Regions from separate parts of the Mus musculus genome. Here region 1 is linked to region 2. A link is a contact called in public promoter capture Hi-C data. All regions are on one chromosome and are shown on one strand. Each heading gives the region's core, a stretch centred on a gene start, on an enhancer-like site or on the middle of the called end of the contact. The rest is flanking DNA. Distances are from core to core; before and after follow the strand shown. Region 1 holds the start of 5830454E08Rik (RIKEN cDNA 5830454E08 gene). Region 2 holds the start of Oxsr1 (oxidative-stress responsive 1).

Region 1 (6,930 bases), core at 867-3,366, 1.3 Mb after region 2:
GAAGTGACAACTGGAACTGAGGTAGGTCATGTGATTAAAACAAAAACTGGGCCAGGTGTGGTGGCGGCACGCCTTTAATCCCAGCACTCGAAGCAGAGGCAGGTGGATTTCTGAGTTCACGGCCAGCCTGGTCTACAAAGTGAGTTCCAGGACAGCCAGAGGTACACAGAAACCCTGCCTCGAAAAACCAAAATCAAAAAACCCCAAACTGGTACTTCAGTTTAGCCAGTCCTGATTGGCTTAGTGGGAAGGAAGTTGAAAACACGTGTCTAGGCACTTACTCTGCTATCAGGAAGGTGGTGATCCCATATTTCATAAGCCACCTGTTCATGGGCTCATATTTAGGGATTCTGAGAAAGGGATTAAAGCATACAGACTGGGATAATTCACCCCACAGAATTTAGTAGGAAAAAGAGAGTCTGGCTTCATTAAACAGCACCCTCCCCACACCCCCCAGAGCATTGCCGGCAAGAATTCTACATGGTAGAATTGTAGATAGTCCGAAAGGTGGCCTGTTGAGGCTTGTGGGAAAGTAGACAACACTCAACTGTAATCTTGACATTTCCAGCCTTGCCACCCAGGATTCCTGGTCTGCACACGGGAGTGGGGTAGAATGGGTATTGTTTTGAACTAGCAAGTGATTTGTCAGGAAGCAGCAGTTTTCTTCCCAGGGCTGGGAATTAAAGGACTGCAGGAAGTGGATTTCTGCAACAGAGCCCATATCTAGGTATACTCAGGTTGGCTGCTGGCAGGAGGGCCAAGTCCTTTTGCACTGAAATGCTGGTGGTTAAGAACTTAGCACCTGGAACTGGCTTTACTGGTATAGCCTGAGGTAAGGGGACAGGGGAGGAGGGGACTGAAATCAAGGACAACAGTGCCTGGGAGCCAGCAGTTTCAAAAGCATGGTTACTTCAGTGAGGTATTTGGTGATTGGTTTTCAGGGGTATTTATGAAGGATTTCTTAGCGTTGGGACTGCTGTGGACTTGATAACTTTCAGGAAACAAGGTCTCACTTTGCTTTTCTGGCTTCTGAGCTCCAGGGGCCTGACTGACTTTCTTCTTTCTTTCTTCCTTTCTTTCTTTCTGCCTGTCTGTCTGTCTGTCTGTCTGTCTTTTGTTTTCGAGACAGGGTTTCTCTGTATAGCCCTTGCTGTCCTGGAACTCACTTTGTAGAACAGGCTGGCCTCAACTCAGAAATCTGCCTGCCTCTGCCTCCCAAGTGCTGTGATTAAAGGCGTGCACCACCATTGTCCGCCTCCAGGGGACTTCATGCTTTAGCCTCCAGCATAGGCCATCAACCACCACACACCTTGAACATTGTCTGAGGTAGGGCTTCTGGTTCCTGTCTAGGCCTTTGTAGTGCTAGCATTACAGATAAGTACCATCGTGTCCAGTAAGAAATAAGCTTTTCCTACCTTATCATTTTTACTGCTTTACCATTTTAAAGTTTGGGGTTTTATGCAAATGAGTTTTGCCAGCATATTAGGTCTGTGCCTCATTGTGGTGTCTGAGAATGTTGGGTCCCTTAGAATAGGATTGTGAGCCACCATATGGCTGTTAGAATTGAGTCTTGGCCCTTTGCAAGAGCAACAGGTGTTATTAACTGCTGAGTCTATGAAAATACTTTTCAGGATGATTTGTGTCTTTGTGGGTATATGCTGTGAGTGCAGGGTCAGGCAGTCCAGAAGAGGCCGTTAGATTTCTGGTGCTCAGTTGAGCCACCTGGTGCTGAGAAGTGACCGGCTAAGCTAATTTTCCGGCCGTATCAGCATGAGAAACTGCACACTGATGTCCAATCTTTATTTGTGGGGGTGTGATTTTTTTTTTTTCCCCAATCAATGTTGCTATTTAAAATTGGTACCAGAGAGATCGCTCAAGCGAATTTGTATAATTTCTGCCCGGAGCGGGCAACGCTTACCACCTGCTGCCCAGATGCGCACGCACCCAAACGTCTCAAAGCGCACCTCTCAGATCTTCAGAGCAGATGCGCGGGAGTCTGCGCAAGTGCGCAGGCGCCCTGAGCCACATCAAACCCCTCCTACTCCGCTGGACCGACAAGTGGTGGGGCGGTGTTATCACCGAGATGAGGCCTCCGGAACTCCTAGAGCGGCCGGAGTGCGCTCGCGCTTCCGGGTCGGGGCTTGGCCCTGTAGATAGTTCGGGCGAGTCGGACGTTGACTTACTGCGCCCGGTGCTGGGTCAGAAGTGCAACCTTCCTTCAGCGTTCCCAGCCTGCCACGAGTGGACAATCCGATGTTGCCCCCCCCTCCGTGCCCAGGGACGCATTGGGCCCCAGGAGGCGTCCCCGGGGCGCGGAGCATCATTTCTGTCCCCTCGCCGTCAGACACTCGTGCCTTGTAAGCGCGCAGTCTGCAGAGTGGAGACCTGCGTGGGAGGCAGGAAGACTTTGGATGGGGATGTCCGAGGAGGTTGGGGTGTCACAGTGGGAGATACGGAACCCACGCACCACAGGAGGCTATATTGGGAGTGGTGAGGCTTACGTTGCAGATGCTAGTGGAAGAAAGGAGAACCATGCCAGAACATCCCGTGAGTGTCTGCAAACGAGAGTCACCTGCTGAAGTTAGGAAGTTCATTATTGAGCTGGTTCTGGTGTCCGTTGCTAGTAGGATATGCTGAAGAGGCAGAAGCAGGAATATCAGGAGTTGAGGCCAGCCTGGGTTACACCTTGTGTTGGAGTACCTTCTGCTCTTCCAGAGGAACAAAGTTTGGTTCCCAGAGTCCCTGCGGAGTATTTCACAACCTCCTATCACTCCAGGTTCTTCCAGGGATCTCTGGGAGTACCTGAGTTTGTGTGGCGGACATTGACCACATTCATCCATTAAAACAAACTAAAACGTGTTGAAGAGTTTGCTTCATTCATTGTGGTCGTATTGTCAAGAGACCAGTATTCAGTGTGCGAATTTTCTTTCACTTCCCATACACTTATTTGTGTGTGTATACAGACGTGTGTGCCACAGAGGGTGTGTGGAGGTCACATGACTACCTTCAAGCATCAACTCTTCCACCGTGTGGGTTCAAGAGATGGAACCCAGGTAGTCAGGCTATGCAGCAAGTAACTTTACTCACTGAACCTTCTGGAGGAGGGGAGGGGCTGAGAACGAGGTTTGCTGTGACCTGAGGCTTGTGAGTGCCTTCCACAGACACTTTTGAGAGTTGAGTCTTCTTTTTTGAACTCTTGTCATGCGAACACACACACCATGTTTACACCTGAGGTGGCCTCGTTACCACACGGGTGGAAAAACCTTGGACTTGTTACGCACTTGATTTAAATCAGTTTTTTGGTCACTAAACTCAGAAGATGTTTGCTGTTGCTTTTGTGACTCACATTTAGTTCTGTGACTCCATTGGGGTCAGACCCATAGTTATAAAGATGTTCTTTCTAGGAAGCCAGAACACGCAAACTCTTTGAAGAGAGCTGGCTTTCTCGAGAGACAGGGACATATGGTTTGTAAAGCACTGACTTTTCAGAGCTCAGGTGCTCTACACGGTGTTTGGTGCTGGGAACCTGAAAAGAAGCTAGGGAGGAACAAATGGGGTTGATTCCCTACACTGCAGATGGGTGGAGTCAGGGTGAATGACAGCCAACACATCCCGGTGTTGGTGGAACCGTGGTCATGGCACGTAAACAAATCAAGTTGGTGCTGACTTCCTGCCCGCCTGTTGTCATGGTAACAGAGGGTCATGTGCAGGTTTCTGGGGGGTGGGGAGGTCAGGGTGGATTTACCAACAATCTTCAGCTGTGAACACCAAGCTATAGTAATGACCAGCTTGGCAAAATATTGTCCATGGTGCAACAGTGGGCTGATGTTGCGTGGGGAAACCAACTGCTTTCTGATTGGCTTTGAGGTTCTTCCCACAGAAGGAAACACATGCCTAGTACCACATGACCCACAGGTGGGTGTTTATAGGGCCCAGGGGGTGACCCCAACCAGGGGGTCAAACTGCCCTCTAAATTATTTATCTCTATAGACAGATTAGTGCAACGCTCAGACTGCATCAGAGGTCCTTTCTGCAGGGGACAGTGGTTAATGCTGAAGTTCACAACAGGCCAAACTGCAGGGAATAAGTGTGCTCAGCCACAAATGGTCATCTCAGTCACACTCAAGATTGGGACCATCATGGAGGAGTGTGGAAAGATTGTAAGAACCAGAGATCAGGGAGGAGTCTCTCACCCTGAAGAGAGTTTTGGACACAACAGAGCCTTTGCAGTCATGATCCCACAGTAGCTGTGGTGGCCTGCATATAACCTACATGAGGTCTCAAGCTGGTCTGCATTCTAGCATGGAGGAGGGAGGGGCTCAGGAGCTCCAGACCCCTAGCTGAGGAGCCACGGACAGTTGGTGCTCTCTCAGGGAGGGAGTATCAGTTTCTTGAAGGCTGTGGCCCCTGGTAGTCAACCACACCATGAACATATGACCAGTACAGATTGGGCGTGGAGATGCACACACATGACAAGACATGGGGGTCGGGTGGGGGTTGAAGGGTGGGTGTGGGAGGAGTTAGGGAAGGATCGGGAAGTGAATATTATCAAAATACTTGGTATGCATGTATGAAATTCTCAAAGAATTAATAGAAAATGCATTTTACTTAGAAAAGCCAAGTGGCACAGGAGTACACGAGGATGATCATTCCTTGAAGGGCAATCTGTAAATCCAGGAATATATTCCTTTCTGGTTGCTATGGTTACCAGGAAGAGAGTATTGCCTGGGTATTAGGCTGTAGATTGGAACGGCAGTGAGAGACCCCAGACCGTGTGGGTGGCACAGAGCTGGGGCTGCACATTTGAAAACGGGAACATTGGTGCATTGGTTTCTGGCTGTGGTGCTGGCTGCGATTCATGAGGGCTGGGGATTGTGGACTCCTCAGAAGCTCAGAGCTCCTCCTGTCTCGCTCAAGCTTGATCGGGAGTTTGCTGATTCAGTGGATGGTGACCTTTGAGGATGTGGCTGTGTACTTCACACAGAGTCAGTGGAACAGCCTGCAGCCTGCACACAACAGGGTCTGTACAGATATGATGATGGAGAACTATGGCCACAGGTGCCTCCTCAGGGATTCTGGGAACTCTCGAGATCTTGGGGTTGGATGCCTGTAGGAAGGACTCAGCTCCCCAACTTGGGAGGATGATTAAGTTGCTGGGCATTCCTGGTAATTGTGGTATCTACCTGCGTGTCACTTACTCCACGGAAGGGTGTGGCTCTGTTTTGGCATGTCAAGGAGATCTCTGTCTCTCCTTCCTTGGGTAGAGAGTTGGTGTCCACCATTGTGGAAGTGCTCCCCAAGGGGAGCACCTGAACGAGCATCCTTCCCAAGGGAGATTCCTCTTGAGAGGCCCAGGCCCAGGTCCTATCTCCCTGGCTGTATCATGGAGTCCAGGTTAGACCCCCAATGCTGCTCTATCTTCTGAAGTCCCCATCTCTCTCCGTCAGGCCTGAAGGAAGGTGGGCTGATAGAGGTCTCTGGAACCCACTGGCAAATGTCCTCAACTTGTCTTCCCTCCTTTTCTTCTCTAGTTGAATGTCTGTCTCACAAACCTGTTCTGGTCTCCCAGCTGCAGAGAGAAGTGCCCTGGGCCGCAGAGTGTCCAAGAGGCTGCAGTCCTGGTGAGCCCCGAAGCTCTGTAGAAAGGTGTTCGAGTTGCTCTAGGGAAGGAGTCTCACCTGGGTGTGGAGGAGCTGCTTCACGTGCAGTTCCCAAAGGCGGCCGCCTCCTAGGTACTCCCCGAGTCAGCTTTGTCCTCACAGCCTCTTACAACTCCTTATGTCTTCTGAAGCATGGAGCAGGCCTGGGCTCCAGCAGGGTCAAGGATGGTGCTCCTTGGTGACCCAGCTGACATTGGTCACAGGCATGAATTTAATGTTTAGGCCATAAGTGGTGGAAAAAGTGACTTTGTTTTAAAACTTCCACCTGCCATACTATCTAGATCTACGTTGTGTTTGTCACAGATGAGACTGTAGAGGACAGGCAGCGGGTGTCATCCTACCCCCCCCCCCTGCACACTCACTGTCCTCCTACCCTTCCACCTGCACAGTCACCCTCCTCCTACCCCCCCCCCCCCCGATCTACAAAGTGAGGCCCAGGATATTCAAGGCTATACAGAGAAACCCTTTCTCAAAACAACAACCACCACCACCACTACCACATGTCTGGGCAATGCCAGAGGCCAGAAGGAGCCAGATGCCTCCAGGAATGTAGTCACAGGCAGTTGTGAGCTACTGACGCTGCCAGGAACTGAACTTGGGTCCTCTGGAGGAACCACAGGTGCCTTTACCCACTGAACTATCTCCCCAGCCCCTCTCATTATCTTCTTTCAGATCTTGTAGTCATTTCAAAGGTATGTCTCAAAATCACTCTGCAAGGAAAATTATTTATCAGGCTCCGCTTTCCTCCTAGGCACTAGCTAAGGCCTCTCATCTTGTGCTTGCATTGCTTAGATACTGAGTCTTGGACCAAGGGCGGAAGAACTCCCTTTCAGTCAGGAAGCCTCTTTTGTTGTTGTTGTTGTTGTTGTTGTTGTTGTTGGTTTGTTTGTTTGTTTGTTTGTTTGTTTGTTTGTTTTGAGACAGGGTTTCTCTGTGTAGCCCTGGCTGTCCTGGAACTCACTCTGTAGACCAGGCTGGCCTCGAACTCAGAAATCCGCCTGCCTCTGCCTCCCGAGTGCTGGGATTAAAGGCGTGTGCCACCACACCCAGCAGTCAGGAAGCCTCTTAAGAGATAGCACCCCGCAGAGTCCCTAGTGGGGCGGTGCTCCGAAATGATTCTCAACACTTTGACTGTGAGAACCGGACAGCAAGGAAGACATTCAGTTCCAGTCCGAATCTGATCCTTCCAGGATCCAGGTCTGACGTTCTAAGTATGTAAAGAATGCGGGGAGGGGGGTGCGGGGGGGGGGGAGGCTCAGCTACAACTCGA
Region 2 (6,677 bases), core at 1,949-4,448:
TATACATTCACAAACTCTTAAAAATAGTGTGCTATGTGACAGAAGCCAAACACCAAAGGTCACATTATTATAGGATCCTATTTAAGTAAAATGTCCAGAAAAGACAACCAATAGGCAAAAATAAATGTGTGGTTGCCTGGGACTGGGAGCAGGAAACACAAGCGCGTCCCACTGGGATGACAGGAATAATCTAAAGCTGGATGGTATGATGGTTACACGGTAAACATACTAAAAGAAAAAATCACGTTATGACTGGAATTCATGGTAAAAAAATTATTTTTATTTTTCATTCCTGTGTATATGTGCATATCTATATTCAAATGTCATGTATGTGCAGGTGCCTGAGGCCAAAAACAATCTGATCTCCCCGAGTTTCTATTGCAGACGGCTGTGAGGCCCCTGATATTGGTGCTAGGAACCAAACTCAGGTCCTCTAAAAGAGTAGTAAATGCTCTTAACTTCTAAGCCATCTCTCCAGCTGGCAGGTTGTTTTGTAAAAGGTGACCCAATCACACTGGCATTCTTAACCTGTGACGAACCATGGACCACTCTATGAGTGGGGTGTGAATCTACTCTCAGAACTACCAGACTCCCTCTGTACTGCCCACTAAGACATCCTGTTCTATAGTTATCATTGGGCAAACTTAGTGTCACTCCATCTCCACAGCCCTTGCAGCTCTCAGAGTTTGTAGCTGAAGAGCAGAAGCATCAGGGATGATAACTATAACCAGTCCTCTAGCTGTAGACAACCAGAAGGGATGCACACCCCACCAGAAGGGAAGAACAATGTTACTCTTCCAGAATAACAGAATCCCCTTTCTTTATTTTTCTGACATCACTCTGGAGTCTCCCATTTAAACTCTCTCTTCATTATGAAAGTAAGTTCCCAAGAAACAACCAATCAAGAGCGTCTTTACAAAAACAGAGACATGCCTAGTTCAACCAGTCAAAGACCCAATATGCAGCAAGGACAGACCTATGAAGTGACTTAAAGATGAAGCATCTTTTATGTTTCATTGCACTTGGGGGTTGGGGGGGATATAAGCTTCTCCTTCTTCCGCTAGTGTCCCAGGAATGGAACTCAGGTCATCAGGCTTGGCAGAGAAAGCATAAAGCTGAAATGTAGAGAAATGGCAACCATCTTACCTACACAGCAAATCTGATGCCAAGTTGAGCAACCAGAGACCTGCCTTTAAAAAAAAAAAAAAAAACGGGGGGGGGGGGGAGGAGGGGGCTGGGGAGATAGCTCAGTGTAGAATGTGTGCTGAGTGAACACTAGCAACCTGAGTTTGGATCCCCAGCCCCCATGTGAAGTGGGAGGCCCAGGGATCCTAGAAAGAGCCTGAAATCCAAGTGCTTCCAGGCAGAGACAGGAGGACTCAGGCGTCTTAGGAATCTAGTCAAAAGGTAAGTTCCGGATCAACTAAAGAGACTCATCAAAAAGCAAGGGAAAGCCGGGTGTGGTGGCGCACCGCACGCCTTTGATTCCAGCATTTGGGAGGCAGAGGCAGGCGGATTTCTGAGTTCAAGGCCAGCTTGGTCTACAAAGTGAGTTCCAGGACAGCCAGGGCTACACAGAGAAACCCTATCCTTCTCCTCCCCCTCCACCCCCCCCCCAAAAAAAGCTAAGAAACAAACAAAAAAAGAACGTGAAAAGCTAGCCTTTACACGAGCACATAAACCTACACAGAGCCACACAGAGACCTACAACGAAATTTGGTGGCTTTTTGTTTTTGCTCTCCTTAACACCGAGAAATAAACACTGGCACCTTTAAGGAAGCTCTGGGATTTTTGGCAGGTCTCTATTGTAAAGCTAATTTTAAGGTAGAATGCTATCAGTGTAGACAGACTTCTTCCAACAAACAGTGGTCTGCTGATTAAGCCTTTGTTTTGCTAAACCCATTTCCCTTCGATTTCTATGGCCACTGCATTACTGCTGGGCTACAAACTCTCCCTCATCCCTAGCCGCTTAACCTCCTCAAGCACGCTGCACCTCTGAGAGTAACAATCCATGCTTGCTGTCGACCAACTGGTATTCTCGGATCTTATTCAGGGCCACTTCACACATAATAGCCAGATTTATGGAGCGAGCCATGGTCCCTAGTTGAAGCCCTCCAAGGACAACTTGAAACTCCAAATCTTTACCATAGCTTTAAAGGTCCCTGAGACTAATGTGTGCCCTCTTTCTGGTCCCTCAACTTATCAAGCACTCTCTCTCTCCTCAGAGTCTAAGTATTTTCTTATTCCTCAATGGAGGGGGAAAGGCGATCTTCCTCCGACTCGCTTTGAGGGCTCAACTTTTCCTTGAAATCACGTAACTTGTTCAAACCACTCCTTATAACATCTTGCCCGGTTCCTTCCGGCCACCTACTGAGACCTGTTACCGCTTTTCCCATTCTTTCTATGTAGTTGACGTCTGCCTCCGGGATCTGAGAAGTCAGTTGTAAAGAGCTAGAGGCGGGTCTAACCTGCTCAGCACCGGTACCTGGAGCTGCCCTCAGCCTCACACCTGCGAAATAGTGCATCGTCGCGTGGATGCAGGGATGGACTCAAGTGCACAGACCCCACAATCCCAGAGCCACGCGGCTCTGCCCACGGACCCTAGTGCCCCCTGAGCCAGGCCTGCCGCCCATCCACATGGCTCTTCTGCACAGGACGCATCTGTCTCAGGTACGCTTCTCCCTCCGAAGGGAGCCCCACCCTAGGCGCACGGCTCGCACCAGTGCCCAGCAAGGCTCGGGCCCAGAACCCCGGCGCGTCGCCCCTCGGCTCTCACCTATCACCTCCTGCAGCTCGTAGTCGTCCCTGTTGATGGACCAGGGCAGGGCGCTCGAGTCCTCGGACATGACGGCTGCAGCGCCTGGCTCCGTGCTCCTCACGCTCCGGGCTCTCAGGTCACCTCGCCGCGCGCCTCCCCACGCCCAGCCGCCGCCCCCAACCCGCCGCTTGGCCCAGCCTTGGGGCGCACAACGCCGGGGCGCGCGGGTCAAGCGCGGCCCCGAGGCGGAGACGCGCGGCTGCGACCGACCTCGCCTCCCGCGGCTCCGCGTCCCGCAGTCCCCGGCCCAGCCCACGAGCCGGCCTTAACCTCCGCGGCACCGCGAAACAAGCTTCTACCCAGCCCTGCCCCTCCGTCCCGCCCTCCACCCGAACCCCAAGCACGGGCCAAACTTTCCCTTCTCCCTCCACCTGCCGACACGCAGCGCGCTGACGTCACCACGCCGGGGAAGCCTGGCCGCGGCTCGCCGCCCCCCGGCCGCCATCTTGAGTGTGGCCGGACAAGAGGCAAGCGAGAAGGAAGCCGGAAAGAGTGGAAGTCGATAGTTAGAGAGCAGAAGTGCTCGTGGAGGAGTTCACTGAGGGCGTCTGAAAGCCAAAACAGAGCAAACTGCCGCAGAACGAGGAGCCACACCAAGCATGGCGGCCACTGAGTGCTAAACCGAAGGAGCGGCGCTTCCTCTAGAAGCTGAGGGAGGGGCGTTGCCCTCTCTGCTTTGCATTCATTGGTTGGTTTGAGAAAGCATGAGAACGGCAACTGGAGCGTGTGGACATCAGTCATATGTTAGTCCCGCCTCCGGGAACTTGACTCCCAGTTCCTACCGAGCGCCAAAACCTTTCAGGACCGGGTTCGCTGAGGTGACGTCACGGCGTCACGGTCACACCCTCGAGACGTGCAAACCGCGCCCCGGGGTGTGGAGAAGCCCGAGGGAGCGGCCGGGTGGGGTGCGCGGACGAAGGCCAACTAGGATAAAAGGTCTTGCGGGCTCCCGAGTGGAGCCGGAAGCTCGGCCCGTGATGACATTTTTTTTTTTCCTAAGGCGGAAGTACTCAGCGCCGCCTCCAGGATCCGGGAGGAAGCGGTTTCTGTCTTTTCTCCGCTTCGGGTCTAAAGAAACAGCACCTGCCTGGGACCTAGGTTAGTTGTCTCTGCCCAGGCAGCGCCTTGACTGTTCAGTGGTTTCTGTCACGCGACTTAGGGGTCAGCTCTAGGCCCCCGGCCCTGGCTTTTGTCATCTTCACAAAAATAAGTTCCGTTTTCTTGGCCTTAGAAGATCGCGCTTTGGTGAAACAAAACATTAAAACATCAACCTGGACAGGGTCGCTGCGGACAAAGTGTTCAGCTGAGCAGCACTGCTGAGCTCTTCGGTGGGAAGGCCATGAGCGCGTCTGGTTGATAGGACTTATGGAACATCTCAAGAAGAGGTCCCATTTGGGCCAGACCTTACAGTGCTAAGGGGATCTCAGCAAACAGAAAATGGGAGGACAGAATATTCCAGACCCGGCAAAGGTGCAAGGTCTTGCTGTAGAAATGTGTTTCAGGGCTGGAGAAATGGCTCAGTGGTTGAGAGCACTGACTGCTCTTCCAGAGGTCCTGAGGTCAATTCCCAGCAACCACATGGTGGCTCACAACCATCTGAAATGGGATCCAATGCCCTCATTTGGTATGTCTAAATACAGCTACAGTGTACTCATATATATAAAATAAATAAAATCTTTAAAAAAAAAAATAAGGAAGGAAGGAAGGAAGAAATTTGTTGCAGCCACTACTTGTGACACATTTAGTGCGTGTGATAACTTTTTCTTGCTGGAAGAAGAATAAAAGTAACATCGAGAGGAAGTGGGGACAGATTGGAACTCTTCATGGTGTGTACCAATAGAAAACCAATAAGCCAAAAATAATCTGGAATTGTTGGGCTCTGTGGACCACGGATACACTTTACAATTTTCTTTCATTACCATGAAAATAAATTATATAACTTAGAATTTGGGACTGCCTTCTTTCCCCTTCCCCCAAGAAAAGGAACTACCAGTTTCATGGTGAAATTTCAAGATACTGGGTCTTAATTATTATTAGATAACATTATAGTGCATTCATTAATGTGTTCTTGCTTACCTCCTCATTCATGTACCTCAGTGGATTGGTAGAGCAGGAACCTTCTCTATAAATCTGGTCATTTTGTTTCCCCTGTCCCTGACTTTCTGTGGCCTAGTCGAGGTTAAAATACCATGATTTTAATGAGGAAGGAAGCCAGGAATTGGGTATTTGAGGCCATAAGCTCAAGCAAGATTCAGCCTTTAAAATATCTTGCATGTGAGCACTCTCACAACAGTGATCAGGGACTTAGTCCCCCCACCCCCCTTTTTTTTTTTTTTTTTTTTTTTTGCTGGAGTATGGAGTTTTTGTAGTAAGCAGTAGGGAGCATTTAAGTTAATAGTTAAGTAATTGGGCTGGAGAGATGGCTCAGCAGTTAAGAGCACTGGCACTTCCAGAGGTTCTGAGTTCAATTCCCAGCAACCACATGGTGGCTCACAACTGTCTGCAATGGGATCCAATGCCCTTCTCTGGTATGTCCGAAGAGAACTACAATGTACTCACATACATAAAATAAATAAAACTTAAAAAAAATAAGTACTTATAAATCATAAAGCACCATACAGGAAAGGCGCAGCTTGCATGTCTCAAGGGTGTGACCGTGACGCCGTGACATCACCTCAGCGAACCCGGAGCAAAGGGAGCCAGCTATGTAAAGTGTGCTTTAAATAGGAGGAGGATTTTTTGGTTTTTTTGTTGTTGTTGTTTTGTTTTGTTGAGTTTTTTGTTTGTTTTGTTTTGTTTTGTTGGTTTTTCGAGACAAGGTTTCTCTGTTAGCCCTGGCTACCCTGGAACTCACTTTGTAGACCAGGATGGACTCAAACTCAGAAATCTGCTTTTGAAACTATTAGTAAAATTATGGTTTTCTCCCACTTATGCCTGTGACTCCCTTGATAATCATTTAGAGGAAGAGAGGAAAGGAAATGTGGAATGGTTCTGGAACCCTGATCCTTATATTCAAATATTCCCCATATCCCACCCTGGTTTCTTGAGAGTATGGCATATTTTTCACAGGAAGAGAATCTGTTTTTCCCCACATTCTCAAGGCATTCTTGTGTTGGTTCAGTTCCCTTCCTCCCAAATCAAGCTCTAGGACCAGAATTTGAGTGCAAAGTTTATTTAAGGGCAACCCAAAGAGGCTCTCTAAAGAATGGAAGAGTTGAGAGAAGAGAAGGATAATTGTTGATGGATATTATTAATCAGGGCTTAGTGTGTGGGTGATGGGCTTCATTCTTCTTTGTGTAACCTAAAAAACAACACAACACAGCCAGATGGTGATGGCATACGTCTCTAATCCCAGCACTCAGGAGATGGAGGCAGGTAGATCTCTTTTTCCAGGCCAGCATGGTCTACAGAGTGAGTTCCAGGACAACCAGGGCTACACAGAGAAACCCTGTCTAAAGGACGAAGGAAGGAAGGAAGGAAGGAAGGAAGGAAGGAAGGAAGGAAGGAAAGAAAGAAAGAAAGAAAGAAAGAAAGAAAGAAAGAAAGAAAGAAAGAAAGCAAGCAAGCAGGCGGGCTGGTGAGATGGCTCAGCGGGTAAGAGCGCTGACTGCTCTTCCAAAGGCCCTGAGTTCAAATCCCAGCAACCACATGGTGGCTCACAACCATCCATAACGAAATCTGATGCCCTCTTCTGGAGTGTCTGAAGACAGCTACAGTGTACTTACGTATAATAAATAAATACATAAATAAATAAATAAATAAATAATCTGATGCCCTCTTCTGGAGTGTCTGAAGACAGCTACAGTGTACTTACATATAATAAATAAATAAATAAATAAATAAATAAATAATCTGATGC

Evidence for each region. Promoter capture Hi-C pulls out the DNA fragments that hold promoters and counts their contacts.
Region 1: a contact with region 2 is called in a promoter capture Hi-C map of pre-B cells, with 2.1 times the contacts expected there. The contact joins the promoter of 5830454E08Rik here to the promoter of Oxsr1 in region 2. A contact is called at or near these places in 1 of 39 promoter capture datasets (pre-B cells), 1 of 484 Hi-C or Micro-C datasets (CD4 T cells) and 1 of 9 other capture datasets (adipose tissue).

The regions. Positions count from the first base shown.
Region 1 is chr9:120,575,215-120,582,144 of GRCm38.p6, forward strand. 5830454E08Rik (RIKEN cDNA 5830454E08 gene) reads left to right here and starts at 2,117. Exons shown (of 1, transcript NR_073359.1): 1 at 2,117-2,859.
Region 2 is chr9:119,319,229-119,325,905 of GRCm38.p6, forward strand. It overlaps Oxsr1 (oxidative-stress responsive 1), which reads right to left and starts at 3,199. Exons shown (of 18, transcript NM_133985.2): 1 at 2,777-3,199. The coding sequence starts at 2,846.